2 separate regions of the Arachis hypogaea genome follow, and region 2 is linked to region 1. A link is a contact called in public Hi-C data. All regions are on one chromosome and are shown on one strand. Each heading gives the region's core, a stretch centred on a gene start, on an enhancer-like site or on the middle of the called end of the contact. The rest is flanking DNA. Distances are from core to core; before and after follow the strand shown.

Region 1 (4,870 bases), core at 818-3,317:
AGTCAGTGGCGGAGCTTAGTTCAGACAAGGGGGGCCATGGCCCCCCCAAACTTTTTATAAAAAACTTAGTAGTACTTTTTCAAAAGATAAAAAATAGTTCAATTGACTTAAATACTTTACTATGACTTAAAGTATCTAATAAGTTCAATAAACAACACTCTCTCTATTTTTAAGTTCAAATATAAAAAATTAGATCTTTTTTATTTATTTAATTTAATTTTTATATGATAAAAAATAATAGAATATTCAATAAGTATTAATATTATTGTATTTGTATAAATTGATAAAAAAATTCAATAAATATTATAAATTTTAATATTTGTCCTTCTAACTTCTTCTTTACATATTTTACAAGATATATATTCAAATTTTTATATAAAATAATAATGAAAAATCAAAGAATTGATATATTTTTTAAGAGGAAGACTAATATTTAAGAAAGAGAACATATAACTTTTACAATATCAACACCTGTAGATAGTTCTTCTACTTTAATGAATCATGAAGAAAGTGAGATATAACCTTCAAAAGTTCAAAAAGTTACATCCGATGACTTTAGCCTTAAGTTTTTGGAACGAGATCTTGAAAAACAGCTTTAAATTTGGCAATATCACCCAAACCAAAGAGATGAGATTAGACGAGCTTATCTTAAATGGGGTTCATATCAAAAATATTTTGACAATTATTTTCTAGCTGGCCCCCCCAAAATTTGGTTTCAAGTTCCGCCACTGGATATAGTGGTGGTGACGATGACCATAATGAAAAAAGATAAAGAAAAAGGAGAAAGAGAAAGAGAAAGAAGAGAAAAAAGAGGAAGACTTAAATGTGTAGCAGACCTCAAAATTAAAATAATTAATTAATTAATTAAACTCTAAATAAGTATGTCAAAGCAATGACAAAAATAAAAAAAATCAAGCGAACAAAAATAGAAAGATCTAAAAATAACACGTGCTGATAACCTAATAAAATTAGGTTATAATGTTGCTCATCTTCATCCTTTCAGTTAGCGGTAAGAATTCATATTTTAAATCTTGCTAGATTCAAATCAAATCTAAAATTTAAATTTAAATTTAAATTAAATTCAGTCTTAAATTTAGTTATGAATTAATTTTAAAAATATAAGTTAGAATACATATATAATACAACATTTTAATTACTTAGTATAATCATTTCTCCCTTTACATATTTACGTTTTAGTAATTATCTAAATTTTTTCTGTATTTAATTTGTTTAATGACAATTAATGTTCACAAGATTTCAGAAATAAATTTTGTTATACAAAATTTGTGTGTGTATATATGAATCACAAGATTATAGACACTACTGAATTATAAAATTTTTTCACTGTTATATTCAACTGAAATAATTTGGCTGGCTAGGAAAAAATGTGAGTTTTAATGCACTTTTTCAATTAGATTTAATTTGTATTATTTTATATCAGATATATTATATACAGTTTTTATTGTTCTTTAATTTTGTTTACAAATTTTAGAAAAGAAAGATACAGGCCACAATTAGGAGGGATTTGACGTCTCGATTCGTGTATTTTTTTTAAGAGAAAGAATAACTTATTTGATCACATGTTTTTAGTGTAAAGCGCACCGTTAATAACATTAATATTATGCTAAATTATACAATAAAAATATAAGTTTATCGATCTTTTTTTTTATGAGATAAAAAAAAAATTGAAAAAGGTAGGACTGATATTTTAAATAATAATAAAATAATTAAAATAATTATAAAAAAATTTATTTTTTTTTTATATTACGTCAATCTATACAGTAAAATGTCCTAATATTATACATTATGAATTTGTGGTCAATTTTGACCAACGTACCGAGATGCACAAGCTTCTAAAATTAAGTATCCCATAACGTAGGTTGTCAGTTTTGCTAGAGTGACATTGTTTAATTGTAATATAAAGTCTTGCAAAATTTTAAAAGAAAAAGAAGGAATCATTATTATACAAATATAATTTTCTGAGTTGGGCTAGAAATAGTATGAAAGCTTAATGGGCCGTTGGTTTTATACTTGGCTCCTCTTTCAAGAGAATCTACCGCCCAACTTTTGTTGTGAGCAACGTCCCAAGGCTGTATATATATATTTTTTTGGGTGACTAAATCTCAACCCAAGGCTGTATATGTTTTCCTCTGCTCTTTTATCTTTCTTTTAATATTTTATTTAAATAAATAATTTGTTGTGGTATTATCTGCTAACTATTAGTTAGTATAGATGATAAAATAATATTTCAAAATCAACTTAAAGTATATTCTTCAAATAAAATAAAAATATTTATGAAATTGTTCACAATATTTATTTATTTTTTAAGAACAAAATAAAAATTTTAGACTACTTGAATGAAAATTTTTTAAAGTAAAAAAGTTGGTAAAATAGTAAAGTGAAAAATTAATCACTCTTAAATTAAGATAATAGAACATATATTTTATAAAAGTTACAAAATTAATGGTAATTAACTCCCCATTTTACTACTTTACCAACTTCTTCACTTTAGAGAATCTAAATTCGGGTTACTTCACCTTGAAAAATACATAACTTGATGGCCACGATACGATGCTGAGTCGGAGGCAGTGAAAAGGTGCTAACTCTGGAGCGAATAGCCGGTGTGTTTCTCCAATATAACATGATACAATGGAGAAAAGAGATTTTTTTATTTAAATTATTTAAATATAATATTTACAAAAATGTGTAATTTATAGCGTATTTACGCATTTATGTTAACCTTATACATCCCGGATACAAAGGTACCAAAACCTAAAAAAACACAACTCAGTTATTCTATACCCAGGATACAAGCAATATTAAAATACGTGCACAAGTCGGGTGCACTGCATCCGAGATAGAGCCTTAAGAAATTTTATGGTACTGTACTCGAGATACATCCATAATAAGTATGGTGGCACTGTATCCGGGATACGTGCTTAAATAAATAGGGGTCTTTGAACTCTAGATACGAAAATATCTCTATATGCAACTTCTTGTGCAATCCATTCTACATCCATCTTTATGCTATCTATTCTTCCTTTCCTTCTTTTCAAAAAAAAAAAGGTTAGTAACCAGTTTTTTTTTTAATAGTTTATCATAATGGAATCATTAGAAATGGTGATGAGGGAGTAATATTTGAGTGCAATTCAACTGTGATACTGCGCACTTCCGTATTGATTCTCTAGATGTGCTTAAGAATGTTATCTTGATCAACATGGGAGCAATTAATCGGTTCGAAGGAGGTTAGCTGAGTAGCATATAGATTCATATCAACGCTGTCTAGTGGAGGTTTTAAAAAAATAGGACGTTTTGGGTTGAAGAAGATAAGCACGTCAGTATAATGTTTGATGTACATGGCAGACTAATCCGGTCGGGTGTCATCTGCAGTAGCTAGGGATCATCGTACGGTGTCCACCGAAACTGAAAACACGTATAATACTATATTTAGTACTAGAAGAGTAATTTGTGAATAACATATGAAGATTCGAAACATCATAACTCGTCAAACCTTAGGGCATCCATCCTACGCCGCAATCTAAGACCTCTGTCATGATGGTTGTCCTACCAAGTCATGCCAACCTAATAACCGAAAAAAATTTCAGTTAGTTTTTAATATTGCACATTCTTATTATTACAACAAAAATATTAAATAACTACCTTGAAGCAAGAGAAAATCTGAGAATGTTGCATTTGACAGGACAGAAAGTCGGGAACTTGTGGTAGATCCACGACTAATGGCACGCACTCGACAATATCCATCATATCCTGTCGGGCAGCGCTGCACAATGAATGATAGGTGTGAGACAGCATTGCAGAGCCCATGACAACCGTCTGGAACTATCAAAGTCCTCCAGAAGTGGCAGCCATCTGAGAGGGACAAAGTTGGTTGACTTGTTTATAAACAAGTATCCCCCGATCAACATAAGTAAGTAACATTTGGCATACTGGCGGAGAGTAGCCTCATTAGCCCCCGATGGAATGTGGGTCATCCTGTTCCTGAACCAAGTCATCTTCAGCCCAAAATTCTACTTCCTGTCCTCGGAACTGGGGTGGAGGCCTATCATTGAGCAAATTTGCAACCTACTGCCATGTGGGGTGTCTATGAAATTGCTGAAAATCTCTAGTGCAGTTGCCTATCGGGTAACCATTTGTGCGCAATCTAAGATGATATGCCACATCCTAGAATGTGATGGTGACCTCACCCCATGAAAGGTGGAAAGTATGGGTTGGTCTCCAACGCTCCACAAATACAGAGAGTAAGATATTGTCGAAGATGAAATCCCTTAACTCTACTGTATGTCCAAACTCAGCCTCAATGATATAAGGTAGTAGCACCTTGATGATTGGACTTTTGACGGCTTAGAATTTCACAATTGAAAGCTCGTTGTAATATAGTTCCTAAACCAAGCAATAGTCCTTTCATACAAAAATTTGTTTGTCACTAGTACAAACCCCTAAATTTATAAACCAAAGTATTGAACCTCGGGTCATTCTCCCTAGAAATTGTAATAAAGTGTCCTTGTTATTGGTTATGAAGTATGTTTGGGGTTTTTGAGATAGGAGACAAGAAATGTAAAATGCAACGAAAATAAACTAATAACTATGAAAAGCTCTTGGCAAGGTTATGAGAACTAGAAGTCCTATCCTAGTTATCCTCCTCAATTGTGATCATAAATTGTCCATTGCTACCACTTAGTTAACCTTTAACCATGGAGAAAAGTCAAGTGGATGAGTCAACTTGATTCCACAAGTCCTAGCCAATTCCCAAGGGAAAGACTAGCTTTAGTGGTATCCAAATCAATTAGCAACTTCTAATTGTCAATCAACAAAGGAATTAGATAACTCAAGCGTCACTAATTACTCCACC
Region 2 (4,870 bases), core at 987-3,486, 120 kb before region 1:
ACATTTCTATTCTAAAGCTATTAGACAAATGCATGGAAGCATCACTTGTTTGTCAAATCATGACATTGCTTTAATAATAGACGTTACAATTATTGTTGGTTAAGAACTGCATTTTTATGTTGAACACACTAATGAAATTATCTGTCATCATTGAATCTAAGCACTCGACCTTTTATAGTTGTAAAAATAAAAGTAATAATGTTACGCAAAATGCTTCATTAAACAAATGAGAAGGAAAACACTTACAACTAAGTAAGCTAGAACCCTGCACCATAGTAGAACTGTGTAGATCTTTTTGTTCTTGAATATGAATGGGTGAAATGTCCACTGCAGAAGCATAAACCACATTTAAAAAAAAAAATTGGAAGAAAAGAAAGAAAAAAAAACTCATTTCTGTGTTTTAATTTTCACTGAGAAATTAAAATTGGACAAAATGAAATATATGAAAAAAGAATAGAACATTTCAGACGTTCAGAACAAAATTAGAATTTAACCTAAATATTAGAGACTAAAACAATACTTTACTCTTACATTTAAATATACCTTGATTTTTTAATATACCTAATAAAGAATAGTAAAAATGGCATTGAATTTGAAATAAAAGGAATGTTTCCTATTTCAAAAAACAAACACTAATTAGTTTTGAATGTAACCATTTGTGTTTATAGAGAGAAGACTTACCAAGATAAAAGATACGAAGATAAAGGTAAACAACGTTTCACTAACATAAGCTCTCTCGAGGCCAAGTTCCTGTGACATCAGCAACACCAAATTAGAATGGAATATTCAGTATGTATATATATATATATATATATATATATAGAGAGAGAGAGAGAGAGAGAGAGAGAGAGAGAGTACTACAAACCGGAAGAAGGAAGAATCCAGTATCCTGTAATGTAGGACCGGGTCTATGTAAATAATGAACTCCATGTGCAGCCAAACCATGAAGGTACTGTGTAAAATAAAAATAAAAAAGCTCAATACATATTTAGTTTTGGACATCAAATATTAAAAGAAAGTAATTGCGCATTTAAATTAGATTCTTTCTTATTTTTATTAAAAGAGAAATTCAAAACAGCTTGACAGATTCTTAAAGCAACTTTAGCGAATGAATTCCATTCATTTTTAAGAAGAAAATAATAATAAAATTATTGGAGTACATTAGTTGTGTGCCAATGATGAGCATTTCAAATGCGAGGGAACACAATTATGAAGAGAGGTTTCTGTTATTCAAATTTAAGGCAATTACGATTTCTACAATAACCGTAAATGACTTGGTTATTAAAGTAAGCACACCAATTGAAAAAGAAAAAAAAAAGTTCACACACAAAAACAAAACAAAAAAAAAAAAACACGTTTTTTAGCGTTCAAGGAACGTTGCCAGACTCTCCACAACCACATGCGATAACTACTCCCACAAATTAAATTTTATTTTTCTTTTTTCCTTAAAAAAGATGTACTTGATATTTTCATAATTCATGATACCTGACAGAAAATACCAGCGAGAAGGTACTTCCAATTATCGGCAAGGAGGATTCCCTCTGTAACTGCCTCCGCAGAAGCTCTCTTCCATAGCTACACATTATTCATACATTCAAAAACAACACTCATTACTTTCATTTTTTTTATCCATAATCAATAATAAAACATGATAACATAACAATAAGAACAAGCTACAATAAGCATTGAAAACACCGAACCAACCAACCTACCTTGGAAGCCTCGCGACCAATGTAAAGCGACATTTTCATCCTTGTCCTTGCTATGTAGCTTCTGGCGTTGTTATTGATGATTACGATGTTGTGAGCACCACTTCAATATTCTATTCTTTCTTTCTTTCTTTCTTTCCTTCTTTTGTTTATATTCCCACCACGAAGAAATGAGTATTATTCAAAAGAACACAGAGAGAAGAGGATTTGATTAAGACAAAAAAGTGAAGCCCAGAAAGATAAAAATGATAGAGAGAACCCAGAAGACGATTCACAAAAGAAACCAAGTTCCCCCTTTCTCCGAAACCGATCAAAGGGGTAGCTTGGGCTTTTTGCTTTCTCTGTATTCTCTCTTTTCTCTTTATCTATCTCTCTGGGTATTTTTCTTTTCCTTTTTCTGTTTCTTCTCCTTCTTCTTCTTCAATGCGTGAAATTCTAATTCTATTCTCTAATCTATTCTCTTCGAGTTTTCTCGCCTCGCCTTGACTATAATGCAACGCGAGATGAACACGGAGAGAGATAGTTTTGAGAAGACGAAGAGAAACGAAACTATATATAAAAGCAACTTCCTTTTTTTTGTTTTTTTCTATTTTATTGTTTATTAGGAGAAAAAAAACAAAAAAACAAAATACTAAAATAGAGGACTTTTTAGTTTTGGAGTTTGAATTGAAAAACGAAAAAACAGGGAAGGTGAGATTGTGGAGTGAGAAAGTGGGTGGTTTCTAGATTAGACATATATACTTTTCCTCCTTTGACCCTCCAAGTCGCAACCCTTTCTCTCTCCTTCTTCTTCTTCTTACTAAGAAACTCTCATTTATGGATAAAGACAACAATAGCCTTAATTGTATCTTCGTTTTCTATATATATCATTTTATTAAATACATAGTGTATTTTTCTTATAAATGTATATAAATAATTAAATACAAAGAAACAGTAATTTTAGCATGTTAATATATATTTTATATATACAACTGATTTTTTATGTGTGTATAATATAATAAAAAAATAATTTTTTGAAAATTTATGAATTTTTAGGAAATGGCTTCACTTTTAAGGAAAATTTATGCGTTAGCATTTGAACAAATCACCGAAAGGTTTTGCTTTTAAATTTTGAAAATAACAAATTTTGTTGAATTACATATAATGTAGAATATTTAACTAACTTTATACAATACTTACTATTAAAGATAGATTGCATTAATTTAACAAAACTATCTAAAAATGAGTCATTAATTGGATAGTTTTGTCAAAATAACCATATGAAAAATTTGATGCGCATTGATTTAGTTCATATTTTTTTTATTAAAATCTTATTTTTATCTTTTAAAGTCGTGAATAATAATAGTTTACTGAATAATTAACTCTTATCTTAACCTACTTTTCCATTTAATACTATCTATAATTGTACTAACATCACATGCAACATCCCCAAAAAAAAATATATAAAGTGATGGACAAAAGAAATAAAACTAAATACACAAAATATTGAACTAGCTTAATAGAATGTCCAATGTGAATTTGCGATAGTTTCTATAGGGGTATTCCTCAAATATAATGCAAAGAGATGAGATGCAAAAACTATGTTTTGATGCTCTTCTTTAAATATTGGAAATACAAAAGCAAAATAAAGCATAAACTACGAAGAGTTATTGATTGTTCTCATATCAAAGGGAAAAAAAAGGAAGCAGAAAGATTACTCGTGTTGCCACACATATATATATGGCGTGATCATTGTTGATTAAAAAATGTCCAATTAAAAATAGGTTCTGTTTGGTTAGATAATGTTCCTCGCTCAAAGGTTAAAATATAGGGGAGAGACAGAAACACATACACAAAAATATAATAAAAAAAAATATGGTGAAAATTTAGGTGGAGTTAATTTTATATGAAATTAAAAATTGAAAATTATTAAATAATTTAATAGATTTGATTAAATTATTATTTAATAATTTTTAACTATTAATTTCACATAAAATTAACTTCAGTTGAATTTTTACCAAAAGATAATTACATACTTGACAATTATTATAAATAAAACAATATTAAGAAAAAGTCTATTTTATCCTCAATTATAAAAAAATAGTATTATTTTATCATCTTCATCATTTATCATTCCTTTATCTTTTTTCTCTCTATCTAATTATTTTTTTTAGAAAAAAAAAACAAATTGCAGAACAAAAAACCAATTTATAATTCTATTTTTATAATCTAATAATAGATTCAAACAAAAAAAATCAATGCAAACATATAATTTTAGGGGAAAAATAAAAATAAAAAACTGATGATGAGTGGAGAAAAAAATAGATTTACAGGTCAAATGAAAAAAAATGGAAAAAAAAAAATAAATCTGCAAATCAAATAAGAGAAGAATGAAAACATCAGATTTGTAAAATAAAGAAAAAAGAAAAAGAAAGTCATTATAACAATCTCACTAATAAAATATCACACTTAAGTCATGGTGCTATTGACAATAAACACATTACGTTGACTTATGTTGTACATCTAAAATATACAAAAGTCTTTACTTTATTATCTTAGTGACTTTTTGTAATATCCTAACTAATGAATCTCATTATACTCCAGTTAAAACAAGTTATTAATGAGAGTATTACTATATATTCCTTAACTTGCAGCCCTACAATATAACTAATAATAATAATAATAACAATATGCGTCTATATAAAATTTCTCTTATCATCAACGTATGCATGTCATCGATTCAAAAGACGAATGACATTAATGAAGGAAAAACCAAAATCGACATGTTCACAAATAACATTTAAGCGGCAAGAAAGAAAATCTTGAGTGTTGATATAAACAAATATTCTTCGCATACAAGTCATTTACATAAACAAATTCATATAAGTTTTTTTTAATTTAATTTACCTCACGATGTCACTATCTAACCAACTTTTTTATTAAGGCGTAAGTATATAACTGTCTTTTTTAAAAGAATTTCATTTTCGAATTTTTCTCAACGTTTTCGATATACATTCTCTTCCATCTCTGCGTTCTTTGCGTTTCTTTTTGTTCGTTCTCTAGGTTCTTTTTCTTTGTTTTTTGTGATTTCCTTCGTTCTCTATATTTTTGAAATCAAACTCTGAAATCAGTTTTAAACAGTTATCTCATTGTTGAAGATAATGAATGATTTAAGTTTAGAT

What was found. Hi-C and Micro-C count contacts between places; a contact is called where the count stands out from the background.
Region 2: a contact with region 1 is called in a Hi-C map of leaf, with 1.7 times the contacts expected there. The contact joins the promoter of LOC112743474 here to the enhancer-like site in region 1. A contact is called at or near these places in 2 of 8 Hi-C or Micro-C datasets (both in leaf).

Annotation. Positions count from the first base shown.
Region 1 is chr14:89,866,693-89,871,562 of arahy.Tifrunner.gnm2.J5K5, reverse strand. No RefSeq gene overlaps it. Among protein-coding and RNA genes, the nearest start is that of LOC112740446, 11 kb to the left of the region's middle. Within about 2 kb of position 2,067, at least 2 of the 3 cell types and tissues checked have open chromatin away from gene starts, as enhancers often do.
Region 2 is chr14:89,987,388-89,992,257 of arahy.Tifrunner.gnm2.J5K5, reverse strand. LOC112743474 (phosphatidylinositol:ceramide inositolphosphotransferase 1) reads right to left here and starts at 2,236. Exons shown (of 12, transcript XM_025792686.3): 1 at 1,713-2,236; 2 at 1,486-1,575; 3 at 866-952; 4 at 682-750; 5 at 247-327. The coding sequence starts at 1,751.